Regions from separate parts of the Sus scrofa genome. Here region 1 is linked to region 2. The links are chromatin contacts, called in public HiChIP or PLAC-seq maps. All regions are on one chromosome and are shown on one strand. Each heading gives the region's core, a stretch centred on a gene start, on an enhancer-like site or on the middle of the called end of the contact. The rest is flanking DNA. Distances are from core to core; before and after follow the strand shown.

Region 1 (5,275 bases), core at 1,688-4,187, 91 kb after region 2:
GATATGAGATGAAGGTTTTCTTCTCCATCAATGCATTTTTTTCACACACAAAGGACACCAAAGATGACAAATAACGTACAAGTGTTTTTTCCTTTCTTATGGTTACATTTTCAAATTTACCTTATTTCTGATAAACTAATTTACCCTGATTTCTGATAAACTAGTTTGTTTTTGCCTTTAAAAAATTTTAATTAAGGATAATTGCAAATGGATAAAAATGTAGAGGGAATAATATTATAAGCCTATGCGAATCTATCCTCCAGCTTCAACAATTACCAACTGAAGGCCATCTTGTTTTATCTATAACCCCACCCACTGCTCCCCCCCCACTCCGTTTTTTTCAAGCTCAGTGAATAGCTGACTTTCTGTATTTTATTATGGAAAATTTCAAACATATACCAAGAAAGCCAGTATAATTTAAGAAATCATATATGCCCATCACTCAGCTTAAACGATTAACTTAGGGCCAATTTGGTTTCATCTATACCCCTCCCCACGTCCCCCTACCGCTGAGATTATTTTGAAGCAAATCATAGATATCAACATATTTTGAAGCCAATCTCAGACATTTTACTATTTAATCCGTATTTTCATATATATTGCTACAAGCTAAAGACAATTTGAAACCATAACCACAATACCATTTTAACGTCTAAAACATCGTCATCAATTTCCCCCAAAAAATCGAATTTGAATACGACTTCAAAATATCCCGATGCATCTTAAACAGTTTTTTAAAAAAATATAGTTAATGTGTCCGAATCAGGATCCAAACAAGGCCTACTCATCGCATGTGGTTCATCTCCAGCTCGCTCATTCTCCATCTCTCCCCACCCCCATCCCCCCCGCCGCTTTTTTTTTAAACTTTTCAATATGGAAAATTCCAATCCCCGCTATTTTGAGGCAATTCCCAAATAAACTATTCCATCGGTAAAAACTGATACGTCTCTTTTATATCTCGAATTTCTTCTAGGGGAGGAGATGATGGGCAGGAAAAACACTATAATGAACGACTTTACATAATTTATGTTTTCTTTCTCTATTACGCGTTTTTTTCTCTCCATAATAACAGCTAATATCTTCCGGAGTCAGGCTTCATATTAAGTTATTAAGCGTATTATATTATATTACTTTGCATTCGTTAGTTATACGCACTAATATACAGCACACGCCTCTGAGGCACACGTCTCTGAGGTAGATACTATTATTATCACCATTTTACAAACATGGAAACCGAGACACAGAAAGAACGGGAGCCAGCCCAAGCTGGGCGTTGGCGAGTAGGCATTTGAATCTAGCTCTGCCTGATTGTGAAGCCATCAGTTAATCTTGTCTATATACGCAACGATAAGAGGAAATCGGCAACCCTTTCTCCCCACCCCCACCCCGAAACCTGAAACGAGAATCCAGTTCTTTCCAGCAGCCGACGTGTGATCACTGCCGACCCTCCAACCGCCATAGTAAAGCCAGGTTTCTCTGGCAACTGATATCCATAGGCAGACACGTCACCCTGGAGGCGGGCTTACGCCCTCTAGCCAATCACAATCGTCTTGCCTAAGTTTTAGAATGTTCCATAACCAAATGATTGGTGGAAGCCCACCACGTCAGCAATGACACTTAGCCGCAGTAAAGGCGGGTGCTAGCAACCTGCTTCTTCACGGTTAAGACTTGAGGAAAACCAATCACCTTCCTCCTTTAGTGCGGACTGTGGCCAATGACGTTCGCCCTCTTAGGTTCTTAGCCCGCCCCCCAAAAGCGCGACAGCAGTTGGGTCATAAGTCTATAGGGCAGGGTGTTCACGTGGCCTATTTTCACGACCCAGAGTTCCTCTGACCAGAGGTTTTTTCTTTTTTTTTTTTTCTTTCTTTCTTTTTTTTTTTTTTTTTTCCTGCAGGGAGGCATTATGGGTTTTTTTTCCACTGGGAAAGGAAGTGTCTACGTGGCCTGCGGAAACAGGATGGGCGGAAATGAGCTAAAGTTCCCGCGAGTGGGGAAGCGCGAGGTCAAATCTGGGGCCACGCCCCCAACCTCTTGCGCAACTCTTGGAGAAAAAAAAAAAGGCAGAGTGGGGTTTCGGTGTGTATGCTGGTGGCGGGTGGCGGCGTGCTGCGGCCGTGTGGTGTCAGGGCCACGGCGTTTGTGCGCAGGCGAGCCCGCGTGGCCTTGGGGATGGCTTATGCGCGAACGCCAGGCCTCGTGGCGTTGGAGGCGGGTGTGCGCAGGCGTGCGCCCCTAGCGTTGGGGCCGTTGTGTGTCGCCGAGCGGGTGCGTGCGCCTTCGTGTGTGTGTGTGTGTGTGTGTGTGAGTGTGTGTACACGCGCGCGCACGGATGTGTGCGGGGGCGCGCGCTCTGTAAGAATCGTTTTCTACTTTCGTAGGTTTGAATATTGTTCTGATGAAAAGGAAAATCATTAAATAGTTAAGGCAAGGCGACCGTAACTAAGATAAAGGGTCTTTGCTAGGGATATTTCGATCTCTCATCGATTTAATTTTAAACCCTAAAATTACACTTTCTTCCCACGTTTTTTTCCGTGTCAAAATCCTGTATTAAACCCTAGCCCTCCAGTGGTTAAAAGCCGAACCTTCCCGTTCCTATATTAGCAATTCCACGAAACAGTTTCTTTCCTGTTCCCTAATAACCTTCTCCCCACCTCTTACCCGCTCCCTCCCCTCCCCCCTTCCCCAAGTTTTGTACAATTCTCTTGGCACAAACAATTTTCTGCAGAGAATATCTATATACAACAGACTTCCCCTCCACTAGGGACTCCCAATTTCTGTAGGAGTTGAGGCTCTCTTACCTTTCACTCCTGATCTCCAAGCAGTGTGCTCTTCAGGCAAGTACGCGCTCAGTTAATTTTCCAGAAAGTTCTCTGGATGAGGTTTATACCTTTTGCATCTGCCACTAGATGCCGCCAAATTCCATCAAAGGATTGGCTGTTTGGTCCCTGGAATTATGGGATTCCCCCCCCCTTTCTGATTTGCTGAACTCTTCAATCTATAGAAATCACTCATATATATTTCATTGCTGGGGAAAAATCAATTTAATTTCTGTTAATTGCTCTATCAGGAGACTATGGCCCTAGATACAAATGTTTTACCTCATTTCCTTATTAAAAAAAATCACCCCTCCCATTCTTCTTTCTTTCTTGCCTTTTTTTTTTTTTGCCAGGGGTGGGCAGTCAGAACTGATGAAAGACTTGAGGTACTGGTGCTGATGAAGATTGGAAGCGTCTCTGGGGTTAGGATCTTCACTTCAAGTGCTTCCCTCACCCTTACCCACCCCCACCCCAAGTGAAAATATAGATGGCTTGTTTAGTTAGTAAAGACATACATCTTTACTGGACTTGGACCCAATTACTGAAAACTGATTTTCTTTTCCTCTTGAAATTATGATTAGGTATGTGTTTCTACCCTGTTTTCTGTAGTGGTACTGGTAAACCGTATTATGTTTTTGGAGTCAAAGACCTGATTTTAAACCTTACTCCACCATTTACTAGTTCTGAGGCCCTGGGATTTATATGCTGTGCTTTCAGGTTTTTTTTTGCATGCCTTCTGTGTTTTAGGTAGTGTTACCATATTCTTCACACAGATATTCTTTTCTTCTTCACAAAATCCTTATTAGATGGATACTAATCAAAATCAAACAAAAGTTGTACCTCTTTCAGTTATAGATCCTATACATGTGTGCATGCACGCAGGTATGCGCTCATAAATACGCACACATACACCCCCCCCCCCCCCCGGGGAATGGGTGAGGTTTAGAGCAGAGGTTCTCAAAGTGTGTTTCCCAGACTCACCGGTAGCATCATTATCACCTTTTGGGAAGTTGTCAGAAATTTATAGTCTCAGGCCTCACCTCCAACCTAACCAGTCAGAAATTCTAGGAGTAGGGTTTGGCTTTCTGTGTTACGACAGATAACAAACTGTTCTGGTTATTCCAGCGCACACCGAAGTTAAAAAGCACTGCTTTGAAGAGCAGAAATAAAATGCTTATTTTTGTACACTCCACTAGAGGGTGCTGCAGAATGTAAAGCCAAAAAAAAAAAAAAAAAAAAAAAAAAAAGTACATGTTCTATTGAGACACCCTGCATGTTCTCTGTCCCGTTTCACAGATTAAAAATTATTGTGTAGCAGAGTCAATTATTTTCTCAAGTGCATACAGAAGTACAGGAACCAGGATTGAACTTTACCTGCCCCTTGAACTCAAGCCCTTGCCAGTACTCTGTTATTCAGCCAAAACAGCTTGTCTTTCAGGGTCTCAAAATACATTACAGATACCTTGTTTTCTGCTTTGGCTACTGTTGATTAGAGCATCAAGAAGAGGGCAGGGAAATGGAAATATTTAGATGATTTCATACCTTCCCTTATCTCCATTCTATAGATACCACATAAAATCTCATGTGTTTCCTCTCTTGCTTTTATGTTTCCCAAATGCTCTCTCTACCCTGCAGTTGTCTTTTTTTAGTTTATTTATAAACCTCTTCCATGTGCAGAGAAGGAAAAAGGATAGTGAGAAAACAGTTATTGAAAGCCACAGTTCCTTAATAGCTCTAAGCCATTAATCCCAACAATGAGCCTATAAATTAGGTGATAATTATTTTATAGATGCTGAAAGTGAGTTCTAGAGTCTATAATTATTTCTCTTTGGTTATATAACTTGTAAGTAGTGGAGCCTAGGTAATTCCTAGTGTACCTGACATTACTACTCTGCTAAACCTTCAATTGCTTGGTTTTGAATCTGGTTTAGTTATTTACATATATGTGACTTTCAGCAAGTTCTTTAATTTTTCTGAGCCTCAGTTTCACCATATATTAAGTGGGAACAAATATTCCTGCATCATAATCTTAGAGCTGCAGTATCCAATACAGCAGCCACTAGACACATTTGAATTCATTAAATTTAAGTAAAATTAAAAATCTAGTTCCTCAGTAGTACCATATTTTAAGGGCTCAGTAGCTACTTTTGGCTAGTGTTAGTGCCAAATCAGATACCGAGAGATACAAAACGTTCCCATCACAGACGATGTTATGGGACAGTGCTGATTTAGCACATATAAAGTATGTAAAAGGCTTAACATGGTATGTATTTCACGGCAGGTGCCCAGGAAAAGTCATTTCCTCTGCTTTTTCAGCACCAGAGCTAGGCATGGTCTATTTTACTCGAGAGAGGAGTCATTTACCCAATGTACTATATAAGAAGGGATGTATCTGACATTGTCATTCAGTCTGACTCTTGCTCCAATTTTCTGTCTGGTAGACCTGAACTTATGCTCTG
Region 2 (4,609 bases), core at 459-2,958:
TATTTTTCCATTTCTTTAGGTATTCTTTAATTTCATTCGACAATATTTTATAGTCTTGGACTTTTAAAATAAATTCATTTGTGGAGTTCCCTGTTGTGGCTTAGTGGGTTAAGAACCCAACTAGTGTTTTTGAGGATGAGAGTTCGATCCCTAGCTTTGCTCAGTGGATTAAGGATCCAGCCTTGTTGCAAGCTGCAGCGTAGGTCACAGATCATAGCTGTGGCTTGGATCCAGTGTTGCTGTGTCTGTGGCATAGCCTTCAGCTGCAGCTCCAATTAGATCCCTAGCCTAGGAACTTCCATTTGCCAGAGGTGCGGCCATAAAAAGAAAAAGAAAAAAAAAGATCGTAGCTTTATAAATCATTCTGCTTCATTAAAGTATGAATTCTTCCTTCCAGTATAAATGAAAACCCACACAGATCAGACAAGACAGCTAGCAGGGCACCTAGCACAAAGGTGGTATTTTCTAGAGGGCAATACTACATCCTGAGGTTATCCTTTGTGTCCCACCATCCATAGTAACCTGGGATTATGGATAGCTAATAATTAGTTTTACCACTATTGAGCACTCAACATAAAAGGATTATTTTTCTAACCAAACACCCAAAGATAACAATAAAATGTTTTAAAACATAAGATTATATTTTAGCACCTTATTATCTCCATGGGTAAATGTTAGATGTGGAATTGTTGGACCGAAATATCAAATATTTTTATTTTTAAGCAATTTACAAAGTTGCCCTTCAGATGATGTTCACCAACACAATCAACAAGAGCAGGGAAGAATGCATGTCCCCAATCCCTTAACAAATCTGGTACACGTTTTTATGTAATCAAATCCATCAACGCTGTCCTTATCTGTTCTTCTCTCTGTTACTACATTTTTAAAGGCCTTCCATACAAAAAGCTTATGTAGAAGCAGAGGCTGGTTATTCAGAGCTTGTTATAACAAGGGAGCTAGCCACCATAACTTGTATTTGGCAGAGACTAAAGGCAAGCAGGGGAATGGGAAAGCTTTGGAGTGAAAAGGGGAAGACCAAGTTTTCACTGATTGGACGTCGTTGGCATGGAAAAACTGGAGGCATGTAGCTAGAAGCAGTCTCATTTAATGTGATTGATTTGGGAAGCATATTTAGATTTCTCTAGTTGGCAAAGCAAAAATAAGGAGTCTGGCAGTCATTGATCAAATCCTGAAGATTGCTGTAAAGACTGGGGTTTGGCTTCTGGGGCTGCTTGCTACAGAGGTTGTGGGTCATAATTCTATTGTCATATATGGTCTGCTCATTGTCCGTTATGTATTCAGTCTCTCCCTTGGGGGGAAGAAAAAGAATCGTTCTTTCATTCTGCTTCAAATATAATTTAATTTTTAGATCTAAATATTTAACTCAGAAAATTTGTGCATGTCAGGGAAAAGGGATAATTTCACTTTAACGGGAACGTTTTTCCTAGTTTTTTTCTGAAGTGCAACATTCTACTGTTTGTACCGTCTTTCAATGTAATTTAAGAGGAACGTTTTCAAGACTCCACCCCCGAACCGCCCAACCCATTAAAAAAAAAAAAAAAAGCTCCTGTGGTTTTTATTAAAATTCCTTCCTCGACCATCTTCTCGGGAAGAAGGAAAAGGACAAAAGGGCCAGGAGAGGTTCGGGGGGACCTGCCAGAGGGAGGCGGCGGGCAGCTGGCAGATGCCCGCTGGTGGGCGGGGTGCGGAGGCGGAGCTCAGGTGACGCGACGGTCACGTGACCGCCGGGCGCCGAAGTGGGCACCGGTCCGGGTGCCCGCCCTCCCTCCCTGCGGTCGGACCCGGAGCCGTCTGCGAGCCCCTAATTGTTGCTCCAGGTTTTTTCAGGTCAGTGTGAGAGCTCTCGTCGCTGCCTGCGGGACACCGGGAGAGGAGGAACGAGCAGGGAAAGGAAAAAGATTGGGAATAGGGTCCGGGTCGCGGGGAGCTGGCCCGAGTGTAGATAGAGATGGCGGTGGGAAAACGGCTAAGGGGGATCCAGCGGCCGTTGGGCGGAGGGTGGGGAAGGCAGACACCCCAAGTACTCATTCTCCCTTTTTCCGCACCTCCTCTTCTCTGCCCTCCGTCCATTTTGGAGCGTGAGATCGGGAGTTGGGGGTCGCCCCAGCAGTGAGACAGTGGAAATAACCCCCCTCTGCCACTCCGTCCGTAGAGTAAAAAGTTGACCTCAAGGGTGGAGAGGCGAGTTGCCTCTGGGGTAGAAGGGCGCAGAGATCCAAAATTAGTTTGGAAAACATCCTAGTCTGGCGCCCGAGGCGTGAAAAGAAATGGCGGCTGGGGTGCGGGGGGGCGGAGGAGATGGGGGAGGGAGACGTTGGGCGAGGAGGGCCGGGATTCAGGAAAGGGACCCAAGTCCCTGTGCATCCACCGGACGCCCAGCCGCGGTCTCCTGTCTGTCTGCAGGTCTGTGAGGCTGTTGTTCCCAGCACCGTGCTGGGCTCCATAAAGACGAGGAGCCTGTCCAGAATCCCCGCAGGTCAGTGAAGTAGGGGAGCACTGGACAGCGACCCAGAGGGGTGCAGAGTGCGGAGGGCGCGGCCTGGGCAGAATTGGGGACCCCGCTGTCCACTTCCCAACACATCTTCACACACTCTGCCATGCTGAGCAAACGTTGGGGGAAAATGGCAGGGCCTGCAACAGAAATGATTGGCTCCTGTGTGTGGGAGGAATGGTGGGGTAAAGGGTGGGCAGAAGGCACACTAGGAGGGCTGGGCCAGGTCTGGGGATCCCAGAAAGGAGCGAGAAGCAAATCCTACCATCCCAACCTGCAGTCCACCCCCAGCCCTCAGTCTCCCTTGTCTCCTCTTTGTCTTCTCTTCCCCCTACCCCACCCCCAGGACAGGAGAAAGAGGGGACATCTCAACATGGAAAAACTCTGCAATGAAAATGAAGGAAAGCCTGAGAACCATGGAAAGATGGAAGAGGAAGAAGAGCCACAGGATGCGGGAAAGCCAGGAGTAGCTTGTGCCGTGGCAGACAAGGAAAAGTTAGAAAACAAGGGAAGGACAGATCACAGGGGAAAGCCAGAAGATGAGGAAGTTCTAAAGGATAAGGAAAAGCCAGAGAGTGAGGCAAAGCCCAAAGAAGGAAAGCCAGAGAGCCAGGGAAAGCCAGTGGGCGAGGGCAAACCAAAAGAAGGAAAAGCAGAGAGTGAGGCAAAGCCAGAGAGCCAGGGAAAGCCAGTGAGTGAGGGCAAGCCCAAAGAAGAAAAGCCAGCCAGCGAGCCAAGGGCTGCAGGAAAGCGCCCAGCTGGGGATGATATACCCAGGAAGGCCAAAAGAAAAACCAACAAGGGGCTGGCTCAGTGTCTCAAGGAATACAAGGAGGCCATACACGATATGCATTTGAGCAATGAGGAGATGATAAGAGAATTTGACGAGATGGCCAGAGTGGAGGATGAGGTGAAGAAAACCAGACAGAAACTAGGGGGGTTTATGTGGATGCAAAAAAGTTTACAGGACCCCTTCCACCCCAGGGGCCCAAGGGAACTCAGGGGTGGCTGCAGGGCCCCACAGAGGGGTTTTGAAGACATTCCATTTGTGTAGTGCCCCTGGCAGGCACTTGCAAAGCCTTGTGCTTTATTTAACCTTATCCTAATACTATGCTTTAGGTGTCATTATCATTATCCAATCACAGCCCTCTGTTTCAGTAGCAGATTTTCATCCATTGCATGGAAAAATGTTTATGGTGCATTGTAAAATTAAAAAAAAACCCTAGTTTGCAGAACCATATATATGCTATCAGTCCATTATTGTAAAACTACAAAGATAGTTACCTAGTGATCCATGTACAGAAACAACTCCTAAAGCTGTCTACTAAAAGATTAACAGTGGTTATCTGTGGGTGATTTTTTTCTGTTGTTTTTTATCTATCTGTCCTCTTAAAAAAACACAGATTACTTTTGTCATGAGAATAATGAAATTAAAAAATAGGAAAGCAATACCAAGCAATCAAAAGTACTGTTCAGTGAGCTCATGCAGGCAGTGGAGACACAACATTTCTGTTGTCAGGACATGAAATGATAAGTAAAACTCACATTACTTCTGGGACTCAAAGCTGGAAGAATCAACATGGCAACTATTACAGATCCATTGTCGTAAGGGACAGTCCTGTCATCAGTGAATTGGGGCTAGAACTTGCCTTCCAGGGCTGTGGTGAAGATCCGATGAGACCCTGAGTGTGTGAGCTGTGTTGGGCTGGCTCCTGCCCTCTCTCCTGCACGAGCAGGACCAGAACCCCATCAAATGGCAGAGGGATGTGGGAGGTCTCGTATGTGTCCATAAGTAAGTCCAGACAGCTGAGAGGTGGGGGCCACTCTCCCCTGGGAAATGCCAGGACTTGGGCACCATGCCTCTTTTTGTATGTCCTGTACCTAAGGCCCCCACTGCTGCACATGGGCTGGAGACCATGATAGACTAAAACAACACAGCGTCACAACAGAAGGGTGCAGAATTCTCTACCCTGAAATAGAATTACCCTAACTCAGGTGGGTAGCACCCAGGTGTCACTTGGGCCTTGATACTTATATAAAGTTCTTATAAAACACACCTTTCCAAGTATTTTTTGTTGGTTTATGTGTTTGCATACA

Evidence for each region. HiChIP or PLAC-seq counts read pairs in DNA pulled down with a chosen protein or histone mark.
Region 1: a contact with region 2 is called in an H3K27ac HiChIP or PLAC-seq map of alveolar macrophages. The contact joins the promoter of MORF4L2 here to the promoter of TCEAL4 in region 2. A contact is called at or near these places in 1 of 47 Hi-C or Micro-C datasets (heart right ventricle) and 1 of 2 datasets of contacts at active chromatin or transcription factors (alveolar macrophages).

The regions. Positions count from the first base shown.
Region 1 is chrX:84,563,367-84,568,641 of Sscrofa11.1, forward strand. It overlaps MORF4L2 (mortality factor 4-like protein 2), which reads right to left and starts at 2,938. Exons shown (of 4, transcript XM_003360402.4): 1 at 2,799-2,938.
Region 2 is chrX:84,473,524-84,478,132 of Sscrofa11.1, forward strand. TCEAL4 (transcription elongation factor A protein-like 4) reads left to right here and starts at 1,709. Exons shown (of 3, transcript XM_005657895.3): 1 at 1,709-1,848; 2 at 2,425-2,497; 3 at 2,864-3,857. The coding sequence starts at 2,886. The coding sequence ends at 3,566.